Regions from separate parts of the Macaca mulatta genome. Here regions 2 and 3 are each linked to region 1. Evidence: chromatin contacts called from public Hi-C and Micro-C data. All regions are on one chromosome and are shown on one strand. The core of a region is the stretch at or near the end of the contact, and the rest is flanking DNA. Distances in the headings are between cores, read along the strand shown. Region 1 holds the start of CEP295 (centrosomal protein 295). Region 2 holds the start of MED17 (mediator complex subunit 17). Region 3 holds the start of LOC144334445.

Region 1 (2,563 bases), core at 31-2,530:
TTCTATGATTAAACTGAGGTTATGTATTTTTTGGCAAGAACACCACAGAATTGATTACGCACCTTTCTCAGTGCACTGCTATCAAGAGGTAAATGATGCTGAATTTTGGTCACTTGGTTAAGATAATGTCCACCAAGTTTCTCCTCTGTAGTTATTACTTTTCCTTTATAAGTATCTCATGAAGACAGAGTGGAGGCTACAGAAACACGCTTTTCATCATACTTTTGCCCAATGACTTTAGTGTCCACTGATGACTTGTCTGAAACAACTACTGTTGTGTTTACCAAATAGTATTATTTCCATTATTCCTTCTACAATTATCAATCGGAGTCCTGCTGTAAGGAAGTTTTCCCTGCTGCCCCATTTACTTGTTTATTAATTATTTATTCTTAGTAACACGGATTTTTAAATTCTACATTTTATTACTATCCAACATTGAAGATGATACTATTTATCTCGCAAGATGTCGTCCTGAGGATTAAATGGCTCCTGGTACATAGTAATCACAAAATTAACACTAAACTTGGAAGATCTGGGTTCAAGACCCAACACTGACACTCATTAGCAGGAAGATACTAGCCAAGTCATTTAAGTCGCTTTGTTCTCGTTTTCTTAAACTGTATAAAGGGAATAATAATATCTGCCCCAACAGGTTTGTTCCGACGTGATTTAGCGTGAAGTCTTCAAATACACTCTAAGTATTAAGGACTCAAAAGTTCACCATTGTTTTAAAAGCTGAGTTTGGGACACGATTGAATAACTGAGAGATTAATGTGGCAAACACCAAAAGAGAGCGCGCTCTCTGCATGAAACGATTCCAGGGAAGGCTCTTAACAACTACCAGGTGGCAGGCCATGGCCGCGGGTGATCTGGGGGAAGCGCCCCTCCCCCGGCACGGAAGCGCCGGGACAGGAGAGGCTGCGGGGAAGCTCGCGCGACCAGACCCTAGGAGAGCGCGCAAAGCCTCTCGCACTGAGCTGCCGGGTCTGGACAGGACACTCCTTACAGCCGCCAGCCCGACCGCGGGCAGGGCCCACGGCCTGCGGAGCCTAAGAAACGCCGGCCGTACCTGCGTTCGCAACAAGGCGCCTTCCTGGGATCCCCTTCCTTCGGAGCACAATCCCAGCTCCTGGGCCTCGGGGAGCCGCGCTCCTACGGGGCGACTGGGAAGCCGGCGCGTCCATCACTCACCTGAGAACCCGGAGCCTGGACACAGTAACCGCAGCTCAGAGCCAGCCGGCCTGGTAAGCTCCTGCCCATCAGCTGCCCAGCAGCCGTTTCTGCGCCTGCGGGAGAGCCATCGCCGAGCCGCCGTCACTTCCGTCATTCAAACCGCCCGCCAATGGCGGGACTAAACCGCGGGAATAGGCCCGGTCCCGCCTTCCTCGGGGGCAGCCTGGAAGGCCGCGCGGTGTTAAAACCCTGCGCCCCGCGCACGCGCACAGGCACGCGTCAGTCCCAGCCTGCGTAGGGGCCCATTATTTGTCACACGTGTTGGGCTTTGACGTTTTCTCCCCTGGGCCGCTCTCGGTGACTCGCGCCTGTAATCCCAGCACTTTGGGAGGCCGAGGCGGGGGGGATCACTTGAGCCCAAGAGTTCAAGACCAAGTCCTTTTAAAAACATGGTGAAGGCCGGGCGTGGTGGCTCACGCCTGTAGTCTCAGCACTTTGGGAGGCTGAGGCGGGCGGATCACAAGGTCAGGAGATCGAGACCATCCTGGCTAAGACGGTGAAACCCTGTCTCTGCTAAAAATGCAAAAAAAAAAAAAAAATTAGCCGGGCGTGGTGGCAGGCGCCTGTAGTCCCAGCTACTTGGGAGGCTGAGGCAGGAGAATGGCGTGAACCCAGGAGGCGGAGGTTGTAGTGAGCCGAGATCGAGATCGCGCCACTGCATTCCAGCCTGGGCGACAGAGACTCCGTCTCAAAAAACCAAAAAAACCATGGTGAAACCTCATCTTTACAAAAAATACAGCAACAACAAAAATTAGCCAGGCGTGGTGGTGGGCGCCTGTAATCCTAGCTACTGGGGAGGCTGAGGCAGGAGAATCTCTTGAACCCAGGAGGCGGAGGTTGCAGTGAGCCGAGATCTCGCCAGTACTGCACTCCAGCCTGGGCGACAGAGCCAAAGCCTGCCTTAAAAAGTGCAGAGCCATGAGGGTGACTTTTGTTTTAAGGCCCCATCATGAAGGTATCTTGGGATATGCATCCTTTTCTGTACTGACTACAGAATTCATTGGTACTATTATGTGCAGTTAATGTCTTATAGCTTTCATTTAAGGCCTCCAGCTCATAACAACAATGAACCTTTATGTTACTCTGTGCCTCCAGAGGTCCAGCGCACGGAGAGCACCTCACGGATTTATCTGCTGTAAATAACCAATAATCAGGTGATGAGCACAGGTTAATATTTATTGAGTATCTGTTATGTGCGGAGTACATTATGTTAGGTGCAGGGGAGACAAGGGTGAATGGATTACGATGCCTGTACTAGATTTTGCAGTCTGGGTCATGGGGGTTAAACATATCAGGAATCGAAGGATTAAAAATGGGGGATGGGGATGGG
Region 2 (2,563 bases), core at 32-2,531, 120 kb before region 1:
CGTTTTTCTGCAAATGGACTCCTAATACTCCTAACAGCACTGCCCTGAAAAAACATCTTTAAATTCCCATTTACACCGAGTCTGCTGCATAATTAAATTAAGAATTGTGATTTTTTTTTTCAAAAATCCTTGACAATAATGAGAATCTGAAACCTACTCATTGTTTCTTCACTTCCCTCCTAACCAGCCCCCTTCCTTCCAGTTTTGCTTTCCCTATAATTCATTTACTGGAAAGCATCTAGAGTAACCTTTAACAAAATCATGTCTCTACTTATCCTGCGAAAGTTTGCAGTGGTCTCAACATTAGTCAAACGCTTATCACGGCCTACTGGGCTCTACAGGATCTGGACCCGCCTACCTCTTGGACCTCGTCACACATTCCAGTCAACACTGACTTCTTTTCTGTAGGTGCTACTATCATCATCCACACCGCACAAGGATGCAAAGTAACGCGCCAAAGGTCACGCAGCAGGCAAGGGGCAGAGCCCCGATCTAAGACTCTTAGCCACCAAGTGGGCCACATTAAAGGCCTTCTACAGAGAAGCATTCATTTAAACATTTCACCGTTTGACAGTGTCTCAAACGCTCCCACTCAAGGAGACCCGCAGGAGTACTGCGTAAAGTCGTGTCCTAACTTGTCCGGCAGCAACAAAAAGATGACGACCAGTATCCTTACGCTTCCACTCGTGGGACACTCAAAAGTTCTCGCACGCACAGGATCTTCCCCACCGAGGAAGAGGAGGAGGGCAGCCACCCGGGCGGGTGCTGGGACCCAGACCGGAGGACTCGGGCAGCGGATGCAGGCTTTACCTTCCTCGTCGTCCTGATCTGCGCTGGACCCGGCGCCCGGCCAGTCCTGCGCGTCGCCCTCGGTCCCCGCCGCCTCCTCCTCCTCGGAGCCCGAACCCTGGCTGAAGTCGATCCGCTGGGCTAGACGCGCCAGATTCTGCGACATGGACAGCGGCGGCAGGTACGTCTCGGTGCCATCGAGGCCCACCTCATGGACCTGCTTCTCGCAGGCCGATTCGATGCTGATGCGCACTGCGCGCACCCCGGACATGCTGGCGGCGTCGGCCAGCGGTGGGAGGACCCCCACACAAGCCAAAAAACGAGGTACGGAGAGGAGGCCTCCCAGCGAAGAGCCGGGAACCCAGCACCCCGGAACCGCGGTGCCTCAGAAGACCCTCGGGAAACCGAAAGCAACGCTCAGGCTGGAAACAAAAGAGCTGGCCCAGCAACTTTCCCAGAACGCACTGCAAGCTCCCCTCCCGGCGTCTTTCCGAGCAAAACTGGGCAGGCGCGGAAGCTCCTGGACTCCCGAGAGCGCTTCCGGTGAATCACCAGGCAGGGTGGGGTAAACTTCCCGGCCCATAAGAGGCGTGGCCGGCAGCGGGAGGCAAAGACCGGTTCAGGAGCCGAGACTGGCTCTCTGTTTTTAAGCCTGCCTTTGTTTAAAGAGCGGATGAGGAAAGAAAGCCTACAGAGGCGAAAAGAGTCAAGGAAAAAGAAATTAATGGATGCTTGTATCTTAGCAATGAGAGTCCTGTTGAGAGAACTGAGATCTGATGGCGCGCGCCTGTGGTCCCAGCTACGCGGGTGGCTGAGGCGGGAGGATCGCTTGAGCCCAGGAGATGGAAGCTGCAGTGAGCCGAGATCTCACCACTGCCTAGGCAACAGAGTGGGATCCCTTCTCAAAACGAAAGTGTTTTTTAATTAGTAAGAAACTTTTTAAAGACTATCTGAAGAGTTAGAAATTAACGGTATGGCTTGGGGGAAACAATTGTGCTTATCACCACTTAAAATTATACTAATTATTTGGTTTCATGTTATAACTCTATGACAGCCCATATTTGCAGCAGACATAATAGGCTCTGGCATGTAATAAGTACTGAATATTTATTTTATGCCCGAGTAACAATAAATAATGTTGATCTCACTTTTTTATTAGTGATGGGGTCCCGCTGTGTTGCCCAGGCTGAGTGCAGTGGTTATTCACAAGTGCTAGCAGCACACTACAGGCTGGAGCTCCTGGGCTCAAAGGGTGCTCCTGCCTTAGCCTCCTGAGTAGCTGGGACTATAGGAGTGTGTCACCATGCCTGGCCTACAAATAATATTTAAAAGATTAAGAAGAAGTGGTATAACTTCAGTCTTTGGGTCTCCAAGAATGTATTTCATTAGTAGGAAATCCACAGAAAAAGATGGATTATCTTATATTACAAACCTCTATATTTCATTTAAGGAATTATATATACTGTTTATCGTGAGTGTTGACCAGGTTTTGTTCTGACCAAGATATATCTAGGTTTTGAACTACTTTCCTAAGGTATTTAGGGAAATACAGTTGCCCTGGTGTTAGTCCCTGCTGAAGAAGAAAGCAGATGGCCGTGTGCGGAGCGGTTTGAATTTTCATGAGAGAAACCTATTTCTGGCAAGCTGCACTGTCTGTCGCACAATCATGTTTGAGAACAGTACTTGCTTTTCGTGTAAATTTGTAAAAAAATTTTTTTAACTTTATTTTAAAATCTGATTAATAGCCAGGCACAGTGGCAGTCTAACAGCCGTG
Region 3 (2,563 bases), core at 39-2,538, 120 kb after region 1:
TTACTGTATAACAAACCACCCCAACACTTAGTGATTTGAAACAACCACCATTTTATTTCTCACAATTCCTGGGTTGGCTGGATTATTTTTGGGTGGCTTTCCCTGGAGCTCACTCATGTGGCTGAGAGTTGATGGGCTGCAAAGCTGGGACGGCAAGGCTTCCTTTTACCGGGGTCTTTCCTCTTCAAGGAGGTTGAACCAGGTTTCTTCATGGCAGTCTCAGGGTAGCATTTCAAGAAAGCAAGGAGCAAGGCACAAGTGCACATTGAAAGCCCCTGCTTATGTCATATTTGTTTGTGTCCCAGTGGCTAAAGCAAGTCACAAAGCCAACTCCAGGGTCAATGTGGGAGGGAGCTACAGAAGGACAACTCAGTAGGGGTGATTCATTAGAAGCCATTAGTGTAACAATGTGTAAACTTTTCCTCTGAGACTTGCATTGCAAGATATGCAACTCTAACCTAAAAAGGATGGCACTTTCTTTTTCTTTTCTCTTTTTTTTTTTTTTGAGACAGTTTCCCTCTTGTTGCCCAGGCTGGAGTGCAGTGGCACGATCTCAGCTCACTGCAACCTCCGCCTCCCAGTGATTCTCCTGCCTCAGGCCTCCGGAGTAATTGGGATTACAGGCGCCTGCCACCACGCCCAGCTAATTTTTTTGTATTTTTAGTACAGACGGGGTTCATCGTGTTGGCCAGGTTGGTCCCGAACTCCTGACCTCAGGTGATCCATCTGCCTAGGCCTCCCAAAGTGCAGGGATTACAGGGGTGAGCCACTGCGCCCAGCCAAGGATGGCACTTTCTCAAAGACACAATATCTATGTTATTACTACTATAAGGGAGCATGTGGAGTCACCTTATTAAGGGACCGAGTCCTACATCAGTGACTCTACTTGCCTCATAAAATTATTCATTAATTTTTAGCAGTGGCCTTAGGAAGTTATATACATAATATTTAAAGGAAAATGGCATTTACAATGATAATGAAAGCAATTCACATGGCAGTACCACTGCCCCAATTTAAACCTTGAGGCTTGCTAATTTCATATTTAGCCACATCCCATATGCTTCCAATCCCTCTGCCCTAGTGTGGAGCTACAGCTCAAACTCCCATTGAAGGCAGGAAACTTACCTCACACACGCATGTTCCCCTCACTCTTTCAGCACATAGAACACTAAAAAGATGCTCCTTAAATACTTGCTAAATAAACTGATCAATAGTTGCATTTTATTAAATATCTTTGTGTTTCAGGTATTTCCTTCACAGATCAGATCATGAATTATCTCCCAATGTGACAAGGTCTTACTCTCCACAGTTTACCGCTGAGGGGACTGAGGTGCAGAAAGACCAAAGTGTATGCAGCCCAGTCCCCTCTGATCCCACTCCGCTGCATTGCTGCCTTTTGTATGCAGCAGGAAGGACACTTCCTGTAAAAATGAAAGAAAAAAAAGCCTCAAGTTGTTTGAGAGAGGGTCAGGAAGAAAACGGGAAGAGCCCGTAGACTGCAGGTGCTTCCAAAGGGCTCCCTGTCTTTGACATCCCTAAAATAAAAACTTGTTAATTAAGAGATTGGCCACAGAAATCCAAGTGGAAAACCTGCAGAAGAGTGGGTTCCACAATTCTTCCAAACAGAACAAAAAAACCCCAAGACTTGTTAATTTTTACCGGTGGAGGGGAAGAGGTTACAGGAGTGGCCTTGCTCCCAGGGTTGGCCTTGCTGAGCAGGTGACAATACCACACATATAAAGGTTTTAAGGTTTGTCCTCAGGTGAAAAGGTAGTCAATATTTTACATTTTGAAGATAGTTTTCAAAATCATCTACTCCATCAGTAGTAATACAACAATAACTACCATTTACACACCACCACACATATCGGAGCTGTGTAAAGAGCTTTACACTGCACCATCTCAATTAATTCTCACAACTCTAAAGTAGGTTTTATTCTGAATTTATAGACGTGTTAACTGTGGCCCAGGGAGATGAGCTTTCTCGCGATTGCCCAGCTTTTAAGTGGTAGATCTAAAACCTAAATGTGTTTGACCAAAAGCCCTGAATAACATTTAGCTGTGGGCCTCGTGCGAATTTGGCGCTGGTCCGAGGTGGGGAATTGTGAATCTCATTTATTTATGCTGAGCTGCGCACGTGTATGCACGTGTAATTTACAAAAAACAAATCCAGGTCAGGATCTCTCTTCGCTTGAGGTTTCAAAGCCTACTTGGGTAGACAGCGGTAAAAATCTCAACTCATTCATTTACTCGTTTGCTCTCTTCACAAGTATTTATTGCACACTTCAGTATTCTAGACAGGGCGCTAACCCTGCCCTGGAGGAGAGAACGGTGAACACAACAGACATGGCGTTTGCCCCCAACTATCCCCTTCTCAATTCTGCTATCTCACGGGCGAGGCATTCAAAGAAGCAGGAAATATATCAACAAGGGGGTGACTTAAGCACCCGCTGCGCGGGAGCCGGAGGAAGCGCGCTGAGGCTGCATAGGTGGTCAGGGCGAACTTCCTGGAGGCAGCAGCAGCTGCAGGCGGGCCGGGAACCCAGATCGCTCGGAAGCTACA

The links. Hi-C and Micro-C count contacts between places; a contact is called where the count stands out from the background.
Region 2: a contact with region 1 is called in a Hi-C map of fetal cortical plate, with 1.7 times the contacts expected there. The contact joins the promoter of MED17 here to the promoter of CEP295 in region 1. A contact is called at or near these places in 2 of 14 Hi-C or Micro-C datasets (fetal cortex germinal zone and fetal cortical plate).
Region 3: a Micro-C map of CD4 T cells shows a contact between it and region 1, with 7 times the contacts expected there. The contact joins the promoter of LOC144334445 here to the promoter of CEP295 in region 1. A contact is called at or near these places in 3 of 14 Hi-C or Micro-C datasets (CD4 T cells, cortical neurons and liver).

Annotation. Positions count from the first base shown.
Region 1 is chr14:94,499,897-94,502,459 of T2T-MMU8v2.0, reverse strand. It overlaps CEP295 (centrosomal protein 295), which reads right to left and starts at 1,280. Exons shown (of 27, transcript XM_077964206.1): 1 at 1,192-1,280.
Region 2 is chr14:94,619,977-94,622,539 of T2T-MMU8v2.0, reverse strand. MED17 (mediator complex subunit 17) reads right to left here and starts at 1,281. Exons shown (of 12, transcript NM_001261648.1): 1 at 811-1,281. The coding sequence starts at 1,060.
Region 3 is chr14:94,382,486-94,385,048 of T2T-MMU8v2.0, reverse strand. LOC144334445 reads left to right here and starts at 1,288. Exons shown (of 6, transcript XM_077964192.1): 1 at 1,288-2,563. The coding sequence starts at 2,122.